Linked DNA regions of Zea mays: region 2 is linked to region 1. A link is a contact called in public Hi-C data. All regions are on one chromosome and are shown on one strand. The core of a region is the stretch at or near the end of the contact, and the rest is flanking DNA. Distances in the headings are between cores, read along the strand shown.

Region 1 (6,689 bases), core at 311-2,810:
GTTTGCAAGATAAAATTGTAGTTGTCTTATGGCTCAAGTTGAAGTATATTTGTATGCCTAAGGATTTGACAAGCAAGATACATATGAAGCTAAAGTTATACATGCATAAGTTGTAAGAGGGTAGTTCTGTACTTGATCATCATTTGATCTTTAATAAGATTGTTTCAGAACTATAGGATATACGGGTACATTATAATCAGAAGCGGGCCCAGACATTTGAGATTGGGTATTCAAAAATTCAAAAGATTAAAGAATTTAGTGTTCTAACGCTATTTTATGTAATACATTATTGACAAATTAGTGTTCTAACACTATAGATCACAAAAACATGGGTATTCAATGAATACCCATGAAACACCCCTGGGGCCGCCCATGATTATAATGATAAGGATTTGTGTCTCTAAAACGGTTTTGGCTCCTTGCCACCTTGGGAGGAGCACTTTTTATCTAGTGCAGGGGCACCAAGATCACCGCCCATCAACTTTGCTGCATTGCTAACTTAAGGTCCCATTGTTAGAGCAACTCCAGTAGTTCTCTAATAGACTTCCTAACTCAACAATTTAAGTAGTTAACACAAAACTCATCTCCAACAGTTCTCTAAACGAACTTTCTAAATTTAACAACTTCTCATCTAACCTTATTTCCTCTCTACATTTGGCAACCATTTAGCAACTCCCTAAACAAAAATGTTTATTGCATTATGTAGATAATGAAGGTAATTGAGCAAATCCTTATATAACCATTTAGCAACTTCACTATCGGAGAACTCACATTTTTTTACTCCCAAAGTTATTTAGCAACTTCTTAAATCTATGATTTATAGAGCTAAAATTATATAACTATTGGAGTTGCTCTTAGCGCTCTTTCTGCTTCGCTCCTCGCAAGAATTAGCTCAAAGCGGTTAAACGGCTCAGCTCCGTGGTGCTTGGGAACCGCACCATAACTCCTCCAAGGGGTGAAAACGGACGGAGTAAAATCCCATTCTAACCCGTACTGTTTTCTATATTTGATCTGACTGTTTTCGTATTTACGGGAAAAACCGGAAACGATACAGAAACGAGAGAGGGTCTATCCTGCCCGTTTTTATTCGGGTTAAACTCGTATTTTGAGAATCCGAGACCATCCCAATATACATTAGTGCATTAGCTGAAGCCTCATATCCTTAGGTGACAAATTATAACATAAGTGGTCATTTTAGCCACCGGCTCTCTTTAACGACATGTGTCCTAAAAGCTCAAAAAACCGATTGTAGCTATACGTACACCACTAGCAAGCAAATATCAATGGAGTGTTGCCCCTCTATATCTATTTATTTTATATTGTTGCCATATCAGTCAGTTACCAGTTAGCTATCAAAATATCATATGTTTGTATTAGAATACAAGTTTTCACTTAAATTTCAGTTTCCATTTAACTCGTTTATCCCTCTTCCGTTTTTGTTCCTAACTAATTTGTACCCGGTAAATGATAAAATGCAGAAACGAAAACGAGGTATGGATTTTTTTCGTCCGTTTTCAACACTATCTCTACATTGACGCCTCTAATTATAATAGCAAAAAGATCGAGTGGCCGAAGCGGAAGTGGGTGATAGCGAGAAGGGAAGAAGCTCTACCGAAGGGCTCCTCATGCTGTGCGGTCGCTCCACCGTTGCTTGCTATTAGGAACACGCATAAACGGATCAAACGGGCCATTTGCTCCCACGATCCCACGAACACAGGCACCCCCACCCAAATGGCCAAAGCCGCCGCGATCGCGAGCTGCAATACACGCGCACACCCACCCTGCATGCTCGACCGCTCGAGCGGCGAGCGCCAAGCAGCCCAAGCTGGATCACAACCCTACGCGGCCACGCCACACCACAGGCCACACCGTATCGATCTGCACAGCAAAAGCAGTAGCAGCATGCCAGCATCCGATATTCCGATCCCAGCAAAAACAATTCTCACAGAAAGAGATTATTTTGCCCCCTCACCAATCCTGCTCCCAAAACTCCTAATCTTTTAATCCGCGTTTGTTTTCCTCCGGCCGTCCCTGGCTTGCAGCAGTAATGAAGCGGAGGAGGAAAAAGGAGAAAACGAAAAGGCGCAGGGAAAACAACGCACCAGCAACAGCAGAGAGCAGGCGCACATCAACTCATCTAATCTCCTCATCAAGCTGGGCGATGCGTGTGAGCAGGCAGGCGGTTAGGGCGAAAATCTGAGAAGTCCGGGAGAATCTCCGGACTGACCTCCCCGTACCCGTCAAAAATCCAATCTTGACGCCTCCCTGGTCGAGCCGAGACTGTTCCAAAGTTTCTGTCTCTGTGATGCGTGATTGTTTGCCGCTGCTAATGAGGCCCGCTCGCCTGATCCCCGTGGTCGTCGTCGCCCGTTAATCCGCTTCAGCTCTGGTTCCGGTTCTTGGACAGATTTTTTCGCCCCTCTTGGTTGTGGATTGCGCTGTTTTTGTTTGTCTGGATCTGCATAAGGGCGTGGGCCGATTCGCCACCACCACAAGCAGAGACGGCTCCTCTTTTTTATTGCCTCCACAGTGGGATTTGCTTTCGCGTTGTTGCAGTATCTATCTATTTCTGCGAATCATCTTCTAGGGCTCCGTTTGTTCTCGCGCACTTTACCCTTCGCTGCCCCCATCTCCCAGCACCGAATCCGCCCCCTTCCCGGCCGTCGATTGAGGGCGTGCCGCTGCCGATTGCGCCGCAAAATCGCGTCTTGGTAAGGCCGCACGCTCAGATTCGTGAGTTTCGCTGCGGATTTGGTTGGGATTTGGGGGATTCCTGATGCGTTTTCTGTGTCCCAGGGTTTGGTCCATGAAGAAGTGGGGTTGATTTCTGATTTCAAGGGGAGGTTTTTCTCCTGCGCGGCCGCCGCCAGGGAGGCTCCGGCCTGCCAGCCATGTCTCAAATCCAAAGCTTCTCGCGGAACAACTGTGTGCTCCTTGTGGTGCTGTGTGGGAAGTATGCTGAGAAGCGAGCACCAGCAGCGAAGTCTGGGCTGGAGGCGAAGCGGCCACGGCCGTCTTACCCATTCCCGGAGCTCAGCTCAGCTGGGCGATTGGAGGTCAACTGTTTGCTCCTTGCTTGAGTGCGCACGCTCGTTGCAGTTTGCCTCCTTTGTTTATCAGCTGAATGAAGGGGCTTCTGAATGCAGGTCCACACACTGTTTAATCCTACACCAGAGCAGTTCCTCGAGGCGCAGCGGGTGGTGCAGCCCAACTTCTTGTACATCCAGGGTCAGCAGCTTGAGGATGAGAAGGAGATTGGCTCACTTGTGTGGGGGGACGCCGATGTCTCTGATCCGCAGGCGTTTAGCACTCTTATCAGCCCACCATTCCCAACGATAGTAAGCTCTACTCTAGTGTGTGTAAATGTTATTACTTGTTAGGCAATATGCTAGCTTGCCAGTGCATTTTAGCTGCCAATTAAACTGCAAATACCAGGATGTGATATCAACAACCTATGAAGTTTTGGTAAATTCTGTTGTATGAACTTGAAGTCACTATGCCATGTGTTTGTTCCATCGTTGCATCATACAACAAAGGATTGTCTCGTCTTATGCTACACATGTTGCAACTACTTGAATAGGTTAAGTACTAGAGCTGAATCCAATACAAAAAGGTAGGTACTCGACTGTCTCGTGTATCATATCCTACACATAAAAAGTTCCGTTTAGATGATGTAAATATATACGGAAAGCAATGTTCCTAAAAAAGGGTTTGTTTCATTTACTTCACAGGAACACATATGGAACATTTATTTTGTGTAACTTCTGTGATATTCCAACATCTTGGTTGTACTGCCACATGGGTCTTACTTTTTAACATTTTTACAGTTGCTGATAACCATACTCTGAATACAGGTATATCTGGAAGTTCCTATTGGTGAAAAACTTGCCCAAGCAGTTCACTCAAAGGTAGATAGTTTCCCTGTACAGTAATTGCATTTCTTCAAACAACCTGAGTATTACTGTTTGTCCACTACTCATAGATCATGTTTTCTTGGAGATGGCCACATGGCAAAGTAGCCATATTTTCTTCGGATTGTTCATTTTAGTATGCTTTTCTTCGTTTGACAACAATGTCATGCTGCTGTTAGGCCCTGTTTGGATCTCTTAAAAATGATAATTAGATTCTAGAATGACTGAATGAGATTCTTAGAATTCAATTATCTACCCCAAACCCTTCTATTTGAAGATTCTCACTATATAACAACAATAATAAAGCCTTTTCGTCTTAAGCAAGTTGGTGTAGGCTAGAGTTCAAATCTATCAGAAACCTCAAATAATGGTTCAGGCATGTCAGTAGCTGTTTTTCATTCACTCCTATTCAAGGCTAAACCTTTAGGTATATTCCATCCTTGTAAGTCTCCTTTTACTATTTCTTTCTATGTCAACTTTGGCTTTCCCCTGCCTCTTCTCATTACTATCGCGCCTTAGGATCCTACTACACACGGGTGGCTTTGAGGTCTCTGTTGGACATGTCCAAATCATCTCAATTGGTGTTAGACAAGCTTTTCTTCAATTGTTGCTATCCCTAACCTATCACGTATATTATTGTTCTGGACTCGATTCCTTCTTGTATGGCCACAAACCCAACACAACGTACACATTTTCATAACACTTATCTGTTGAATATGACTTCTTTTTGTAGGCCAACATTTTGCACCATAAATAGCATGTATAATTCTCGTCCTATAGAACTTGCATTTTAGCTTATGTGGTACCCTTTTGCCACATAGAACGTCAGATGCTTGGCATCACTTCTTCCATCTTGTTTTGATTCTATGGCTAACATCTTCATCAAAATCCCCATTCTCTGTAGCATTGATCATAAATATTGAAAGGTATCCTTCTTGAACACTACTTGGCCTTCCAAACTAATATCCCCTTCCTCATGTGTACTAGTGCCTAAGTCACATCTCATGAATTCAGTTTTAGTTTTACTGATTCTAAAACTTTTGGACTCTAGAGTCTCTTGCCACAACTCCACTTTTCTATTTATTCCTTCCCGGCTTTCATCAACTAGCACTACATTGTTCGCGAAAAGCATACACTGAGGGCTATTCCCTTGTGACCTCATCCATCACCAGAGATTCTCACTATGAAAAAACAATAACCTAGGATCCAAAGACCCTCATTTTTTTATCAAGAATCCAGATTCTACATCACTATCTAGAAAATGAAAATGAGATCCAAATAGGGCCTTACATATAGCTTATTTCTACAAATCTATTCAACCTTATTTCCTCTATATCAAAGCCATTTGTTATTTGTTCTTAATTTATATTGCTTAAAGTGTTAGGCAACAATTTTATTATTCTGGAATTGGGAAGTTGCTAATATTATTATCTATTTATTTTAGGGGATCCCATATGTAATTTACTGGAGAAATTCATTCTCGTCTTATGCCGCATCTCATTTTCGCCATGCATTGATGTCAGTAGTTCAAAGGTATTCATTCACCCTTCCTCTTTCAGTTCGATCTAAATTGAAGTGTTAATTATAATAAATGTGCTTCTGGATGGATACAGTTCGGTGAGCCATACTTGGGATGCTTTTCAGCTTGCTCACGCATCCTTTCGTCTATATTGTGTAAGAAACAATCATGTGCAAAGTGTTAAACTTGGTCCTCGTCTCCTTGGGGATTCTCCAAAAATAAATATAAGTCCACCTGGCACTGAAATGGTTGATGAAGAAGGTTCATCTGAAGTGACCCCAGCTATAAAAATATATGATGAAGAAATCAACATGAAGTTACTTCTATGTGGAGTGTCATGCACCTTGGTAAATAAAAGCTTTAATATTCATGTCTAAAGATTAGTTATATTATTCCGATGTAGATTAATGGTTCCCTTTTCTCTCTCTCTCCCACAGGATCCTTGTTTATTGGGCTCTTTAGAGGACGGTCTGAATGCACTTCTGAATATTGAAGTATGAATGATTCTTGCTATGCAGTACCTTTTTATGTGAACTACTTTTTATATAATAAACTCGTGGTTTTGAAAATTATTGTTGAGTATAAATGATAAAAAACATTTTTCCTTAGTGTATGTAATAGTAATTTTGAAGGGCAGACCTGGTGCATTGAGGATAGCTGTCTCACTGAGTCACCAGTTCATGGATTCGAAGCATCCTCTCCATATTTGCCGGGGGGAAAGCATGCCTCGGTTTATTCCTTCCCTAGACCCTACTCATGTGGGAGCCTCTGGTACTAGGTTTGCCCTTATGTAATATTAAGTCTGATCTATGCAATGTTACATTTATGCTCTTAATCACAGATATTTTTGGTAAGGATCATAGAACAAATTCGGATTAGATGTGCAACACCAAGGCACACTTACGTATAGAAAAATACTGGATAAGCAGTGATGGTGATATCCTTACATAAAATCATAGCACATCATTTGCAATATTCATTGTTTCATCATTTGGTCTATTCACACCACATATCTAGCTACCTTATTATCGTGGGGTGATAATTGTATGGTGCCCAGGGGGCTGGTGCCCTCAACATCCAGGCTCTTGCCCTCAACATCCAGGCTGTTGCCTGCAATCACTTTGGTTTGTTTTAATGGAAGTCTTCATGCTTGTATGGTGCATGAAAGTGAAAAGTTATGCTGCTATGTGTAGACACTAGCATAGTTGTTAAGGCGGTAAGGCGGGCGACCCCCTTTTCACCTTTTAAGCGATAAGGCG
Region 2 (7,364 bases), core at 1,757-4,256, 300 kb before region 1:
ATATAGGAGAGGGAATCTTGCTGACGTGGCTGCATAGTAACATTTAGGGGAGAAATTTAGAGGGCACCGCTGCGGACAGTCTTAACTTCCTCCCTCTAAAGTTTAGAGTATGCGACAGAGTAGGTGGCTATACGAATTTTTTATTCGACACATTACTCGATTAGGGCTTCCTTTACAGTATGTGGCTGTGCATAGCCTGAGGACTAGAGCTAGGCAAAAAACCCGTAACCCGAAATACCTGAACCCGAAATACCCGAAACCCGAATTTTGTTCGGGAATTTCGGGTAGCAACTTGCAAAACCCGAATTTATTTCGGGTAATTCGGATATCACAATCGGGTACCCGAAACCTGAATTACCCGAACTTTCATGTGTCATGTACTCATGTCATGTTTAATTATTAATTTGTACATCTATAATTTTATGTAAGTGTGCATAACTTGTGATTGTAGATTGCTTGTGTTTTATATGTCCATGTATATCATTATTCAAACTATATTTTTATACTAATTTAATAGGGTGTATGCGTTTTTATGAAGCCAACACAATAGTTCGGGTAGTTCGGGAATACCCGAACCCGAACCCGAATCCAAAATTCCGGGTACCCGAATTTTCGGGTATTATAAAACCCGTTGTAATTTCGGGTATCGAATCTCAAAACCCGAAATTTAAAATACCCGAATTATCCGACCCGAAATTTTCGGGTAACCCGAACGTCCACCCCTTGAAGACAGCGAAATCTCTAAAGCTAAGTCAGCACTTGCCTGGTCACCGGCGCCGTCGCGGCCTCCATCACGCATTATTGCTGGCATGGTGAGAGGCACTTTAACCTTTATTAGCTTCTACTACTCTTATAATATTTTATTTTTATAGGTTATAGCTGCTGCAGTCTGAACAATTCACGACAAGCTTTAGTTGTTGATTAGGGCCCACAAGACTGAATTGGATATTGTCATGCGCTGCAATGGCGCACGGAGAGTATATACAAGCTAGTTTAGAAAAAACAGAGAGCATTGATTAGTACTGACCATTGATTCCATGAAGAGGTACGATTAAGTGCTCATTCTATTTTAAATTATAAGTTGTTCTATTCTTTTCATATACATACACACACATACTATTCTGACCAATTAAAGGCGCATGTCACTGTTTCGTATATAATGGCTGATGTGACGAGGATGATTATTAGTCAGCTCAGATAAAGTAGATCCGTGCTGATCGCAGAGAGAGAGAGAGAGAGAGAGAGAGAGAGAGAGAGAGAGAGGTGTAAAAAATCAACGATGAAAAAAAGCTTGGAGAGTGAGTGCTAGCGGGCTCTTTGGATACAAGTGAGGTCACTGCTGTCCAAGCCATCAACATTGATATGGGCTAGTCATTCTTCAGAGAGGTTTCCTCTCTACCATCAGTAAGCCGTGTTCATCGTAGTCTGCGCAATTCCGGGCATGTTTATATTAGATATCAAAGGATTAGTTGTCAACCAGCTAAAATTAGCGCTAGCGTATCCAAACAGGAAGCTAACAGACTACAACCAAGCCTACAAGGCTAAAACTAACTATCACGTAAACGTATCCTGAGTCGTGTTCATCGTCAGAAAAATAGCTTCAGGCGCACCCTCACTTCTTTATACGTTTTGGCGCTGGCATGCGCTTTAATTAATTTTGCGCCCCTTCTTTAGTTCTTTCTTTTTATCCTGAAAGGGGATCATGCCGTGACTTGGTGTGTGCCACATCAGCGCCTACAGGTCGACAGAGACCTCCGCGTGGCCGCGTCTCCTGTGGACCTGGAGGGTCCATGGGCAAAGCTTCTTTTCGGCTCGGTCGAAGGCCCAAGTAATAAATATTCCGTAATGTATATACCTTAGCTTCTTTTCGCGGCATCTGGAGGTTACTCTTACAAATTTGTTAATCCAGTCTTTAAAGATACGCAATGTAATGTAACAACGTCTGGCTGGATCAGTCGCTGTATATGGATGGTGACTAGTTTAGCTTATCCCGCTAGCTCACGCCCGGGCATGCATGGCTGTAGCGCGCGGACCGTTGGCGTCGCTTCACGCAATGCATGTATAGAGTCGATCGGTGGTCACTTTTGGCAGACTCCATCCATGCAGATGCAGGTTCTTGAAAGAAGTAAATAATAAAGCTAAACAAATAATAGACAAAAGGAAGAAGGGGCCCGTACCAATCATCACCATCATCACATGTGGGTATGGCACGCCGCAGCGCAGGTTGATTGATCTTTCTCTCGTCTCGTCCGATCCGGCGTACGAGACATGCATGCCGATGAACGACGCGTCGATGCTGGGAAGTGTGTGTAGGGATATATATAGATAGAGATAGGGCCCGGGGCAACGAGTCGTCCGTCCGTCGACGATCATGTGCTGGCACGTTGCCGCGGCCAGCTTTCCAAGCGACACCGTCCGGATGCTTCTGGCCTTTTTATCTGGAAGAAGATGATCTAGCTAGCGCGCGCGATCGGCCAACACGTATGTAGTGTAGGTGCCTAGGTGGCCTCCGGAGTAATTTATCAAGCACAAAAGTGAGCTGTGCATTGCATCTATCCACAGTAACGCCGCCGATCCTACGTACTACCGTGTTCTCTAGCAATTGTTAAACCTGTGCCACCCAAGTCATTTGTTATTTTTTTTAATGATGGCATAAAAAATCGAGGTGGCTGGCAGCGCGCGTACAATATGTTTCCGGGATCCTTGTTCCAGCTGCCATGTCGTGCCGTGAGAATGAACATCGATTGTTTTGATTAAACATCCGTACAGCAAAATTCCCTGTAATATTATAAGCTAAGGTAGGTGCACACCGGCATGATACCATGCCCTAAATCACTGGCATCATCGATCCAAACACAAGTATGTAGCCACGTCCTTGTGCACTGCACAGGGTATGATATATGAACCGCGGAAAAGTTGGCTCGATCGGGGATATTATTATATTCCCAGCACACATCCAGCTTTTGATGCTCCCGTTCAGAACATTATTAAAATAAATACATATATATAAAGTTCATAAAATTAATAAACGCCTGAAGATTTTCAGAAGAAAAACTTCATCGTATATGTTTTATTTCATCGGTTCAGATAATCAGTACAGTGCTGTTTTTGTAACGTAGTGTGCTAATTAATTATTCCTTCTTAGTTTCGAAGGCACCACTAGTGTAGTGTAGCTGTGTAGGCCGGTTTGGCACCAAAGAAAAAAGTTTGATCAAGGTAGAGTAGCTTAGACGGATGGATCATCAGATAGATAAATAAGCTGTAGCATTCTTGAGCCACACGCCGGTGATTATTCAGCCATGTTAAAAATAACACGCGGCGAAGGAATCTTTTTGTTTGTTTGTTTGTTTGTTTATCCATGTTACCCCTGATCGATGTAGTACGAATAACGAGCATGGCGTGATTATATATAATCTTCCCACCTCCTGCATGCGAGACTCTCTCCACCCCTTTCCCTTAGTTTCGTCTCAAAATTCTCACCAAGCTCTTGAGAGATCCAAGAAGCCATCTCTACGAAGGTGTACGGTGGCTGTCGTCATGGGCGACGACGACGGCGCGAAGGCTGCGACGGGCGCCAAGCAGATGGTGCGGCTGCGAGAGCTGCTGCACAAGTGGCAGCACCTGATGGCGCTGGCGGATCAGAAGCAGCAGCGGGAGGAGGAGGAGGATGACCACGCCGCCGGCGGCGGCGTGCCGGAGGAGGCAGTGGCGCCGGCGATCCCGCCGCTCGTGGTGCGGCGTCTGCGGCGCACGGAGACGGCGGAGTCCGTGTCGGACGACGAGAGCTGCGGCCACAGCCCGGAGCCGCCGCCGCCGCCGCCGGACGTTCCCCGGGGCTACTGCCCCGTGTACGTGGGTGCCGAGCAGCGGCGGTTCGTGATCCCGACCGGCTACCTGGCGCACCCCGTGTTCCGGCTCCTGCTGGAGAAGGCCGAGGAGGAGTTCGGGTTCCAGCACCAAGGCGCGCTCGCCATCCCCTGCGAGACGGAGGCCTTCAAGTACATCCTCCAGTGCGTCCAGCGCCACGACAGGCGTGGCGACGACGGTACGTATATATACGTGCGCAACGCAAATGCTTGTTATTAGTTCTGGCGTGATCGGCGGATGAACACTGCAGGTTCTCATTCAGTTCAGGCGGTCGTTCTCGTTCCCGATAGAGACAGACAGAGCCATGCATGCATTTCTGACGCCTCTCCCTCCCCCCTTGAATTCTTGCAGAAGCGGCGAACCAAGAACCGGCAATGCATCGTGCTTAGACCCTAGACTAGACGGTACGTGTTGCGCTGTTGCAGTGTGATGTACAATGTTTGTATTTCTCTCTCTCTTTTTTCGTTTTCATATTACTCCCTCCGTTTCTTTTTATTTGTCGCTGGATAGTACAAAATTACACTATCCAGCGACAAATAAAAAGAAACGGAGGGAGTATTTCTGAAGAAAAGGGATTCCGTTGTATTGTATTGTATGATGGCTAGCAGTGTGTGTGCGTCCAAGACATTGTTGTAATAAGGCCAAGGATTCAGATTGTTCTGTCAGTGTGTAGGCAACTCACAAGTATTTGGACGTGAACTCAGTTATTATTATTACTCTACGATGGTAGATTATCTGTCGTTTTGTTATCCTCCAGCCTGACCAACTGGCAAAGGTTTCGTCGTGTCTAGCTTTTGTCACGCTGCGTCGGCTGTCCGCGGACCGTGTCGCACCGCCCGGCCCATGTTTCACTGCCCGACGCACGATACGGACAGCTACATGCTCGGCCTGGTCCATTGGTAAGTAAAAAGGCAAGGATAAAGCCCAGATAGCGCCTCACCAGGCTTTTCTATAGCCCAATCCCATATATGGACTACTACGAATTTGTGATCCTTCTTACAACGACAGTTTTCGGCTGCCTCGAACCTGAATTTACAAATTCGCAAGGATGTTGTTGTGTTGCCCTTAGGTCGGCTAGCAAGCCTAGGAAAACATGTACTCCCTCCGTTTCTTTTTATTTGTCGCTGGATCCAGCGACAAATAAAAAGAAACGGAGGGAGTACTACGCTGCACCACGTTCAACCAAGTTAGCATGTGAGGAGAGGATCATGATCCTTAACATTAGACGCGCAACATAGTGGAATAAAAACACATCGATGTATTGGAAGTAGTCGAACGTCCTTGGATACCACCACCGGCAACAACACGTTCACACGTCCATCTCATGCAAGTCCGTTGTCGATGAACGATGCAACATCAATACCAGTGTCTCCATAGCATCCACACACCTGTGTACGCCAAATACCGTTTACCCTAGAAGCAGGCGAGTACCCGACAAAGCCGTGTAGCCACAGATTCTGGACCTCCTGTGGTCACGACAGCTCCTGAGCCCTGAATTTGCGCCTACACGGCCTGGCCCAAGGGCGCCTGCGCATCCTCGTGGGCGATTCAATGCGCGTGGAGCGGGTAGTTGCTGCAGGTTGAGAGTGAAGGCACTTGCCCCCAGGCAACTCGACAGTGTCGTGTAGCTGCAGGAAACCCCAGTACTAGGTGGTAGGAGTACACGGCGGCTCTGCAATGCACGCACGCGCCATGTCTTGGTGCTGGTGCATGCATACTCTCGGGAGTGTACAAGATAGCTACTACTAGCTAGCCTTTTATCGATTAGAGGTAGATTAATTACAGATACAAATGTGAGCAAATCGATCATACTCCTCTCATCTCTGCCCGACCGACAGGCACATGCACGGGCGCGCGAAAGGCAAGCGCGACCTACCGGGACGCCGGCATAAATGCGGTGGCGTAGACGTCACGACTGGGCCAGCGGGCCGGCCGGCCAGTGCCAGTGCCAGTAGAGAGAGCACGCGGGGCAGCGGCACGTACTGTTGGTCGCGTCCATGACTCCATGAGGTTGAGGTGAGACGTCGTCGTACGCCCCCGCTCCCGCGCGCGGCCGGACACGGACGGGTCGACGACGTGGGAAACGACCAGCACAGCACATGTGACTGTGAAGCGCGCTAGCTGCTGCTGCTGCTGCTGCTGCTGCTGGATCTGATGGTGTGGTGCCCGATCGTCGCCTCGACGACCCGTCATCCGGGTTGTAGGTGACGTCGGACGTCGCCTTACCCTTATGGGTCATAGCATAGGCCGAGAAGGTGGAGCAAGGCCGACCACCATGTGACGCCGACCGCAACGAAAACCAACGAGATAGTTAGAAATAATATCTAACTTAGTGCTATATATCTAAATAAAAAAGGTGGTGTACCCATGCTTCGGCATATTGGCCCAGGCTCCGGCTGCCTTGGTGGTGGGAGGGGCCTATATATTCGCAAGTTAAAAGACGCTATATTGAGTTCAAAGACGTATCTCTTTTACAAATTAAGCACGTACCTTACGTTTGAACCAGGAAATGAAATCGGGCAACCCATTTCTCGCAACCTTTCTAAGAAGAGCGTCATATTCCTGTGGAATGGGATCCCTTGATCGACGCCAGAATTCATGAAGAAATTGTTCCATGTATGGCGTCACCTCTTCAAGGTTGGTCAATACGTATAGCATGATATGCCGCCACCCTTCATGTGTCATGGTCTTGGTGGTTGAGCCACTTGCGCTTCCGAGTTGGCCTCGAAATATACTAAGGTTCGATTCATTGTCGCCATCATTGTAACGAGGGGGTGGATTATGCACGCTCGGCAGTTTGTCACCAGAATAAGTTGTTGTGAAGTTTGAGACCTCCTCTAGAATGTATGCCTCTGCAATGGAAGCCTCGATTTTGCATTTATTTCTACATTTCTTTCAAATAGTCTTTAGACATCTCTCGATTGGATAGCACCAACGTCCCTGCACGGGGCCCCCCATTCGTGCCTCATAGGGGAGATGAAGAATCAAATGCTGCATTGGATTGAAGAAGCCGGGTGGAAATATCTTCTCAAGCTTACACAGTAACACGGGGGGCCAATCTTTCCAAGTCTGCAACAACGGTCCGAGATAACTCTTTTGCACAAAGCTGACGGAAGAAATAGCTCAACTCTGAAAGCGCTAGCCAGACATGCTCAGGGACATAGCCTCGAACCATCGCAGAAAGAATCTGTTCAATCCATATGTGGAAGTCATGACTCTTCATCCCTAAGACTCGCATAGTAGATAAGTTCACCCCCTACTCAGGTTAGATGCATACCCATCAGGGAACATCAACATCTTGATCCACTAAAGTACTTCCTTCCTCTGGGCCCTGCTTAGGACGAAATCGGCCTTAGGCCTTCTCCACGTCTTTCCGCCACTTGGCGGCTTCTGCCGGTGTTTTGGGGTCCGACCGCACACCCGGGGTTGCCCCTTGAGGTGTTTTTAGGAGTAGGACGGTGTCGACGACTGTAGCAAAATGGTTCGTGCCAGATGCA

What was found. Hi-C and Micro-C count contacts between places; a contact is called where the count stands out from the background.
Region 2: a Hi-C map of leaf shows a contact between it and region 1, with 5 times the contacts expected there. The contact joins the promoter of LOC103647454 here to the promoter of LOC103647451 in region 1. A contact is called at or near these places in 2 of 25 Hi-C or Micro-C datasets (ear and leaf).

Annotation. Positions count from the first base shown.
Region 1 is chr2:188,436,019-188,442,707 of Zm-B73-REFERENCE-NAM-5.0, reverse strand. It overlaps LOC103647451 (AT-rich interactive domain-containing protein 4), which reads left to right and starts at 1,560. Exons shown (of 16, transcript XM_008671989.2): 1 at 1,560-2,711; 2 at 2,797-3,056; 3 at 3,147-3,338; 4 at 3,855-3,908; 5 at 5,356-5,444; 6 at 5,525-5,777; 7 at 5,868-5,924. The coding sequence starts at 2,892.
Region 2 is chr2:188,741,351-188,748,714 of Zm-B73-REFERENCE-NAM-5.0, reverse strand. LOC103647454 reads left to right here and starts at 3,006. Exons shown (of 2, transcript XM_008671992.3): 1 at 3,006-4,045; 2 at 4,118-4,603. The coding sequence starts at 3,430. The coding sequence ends at 4,263.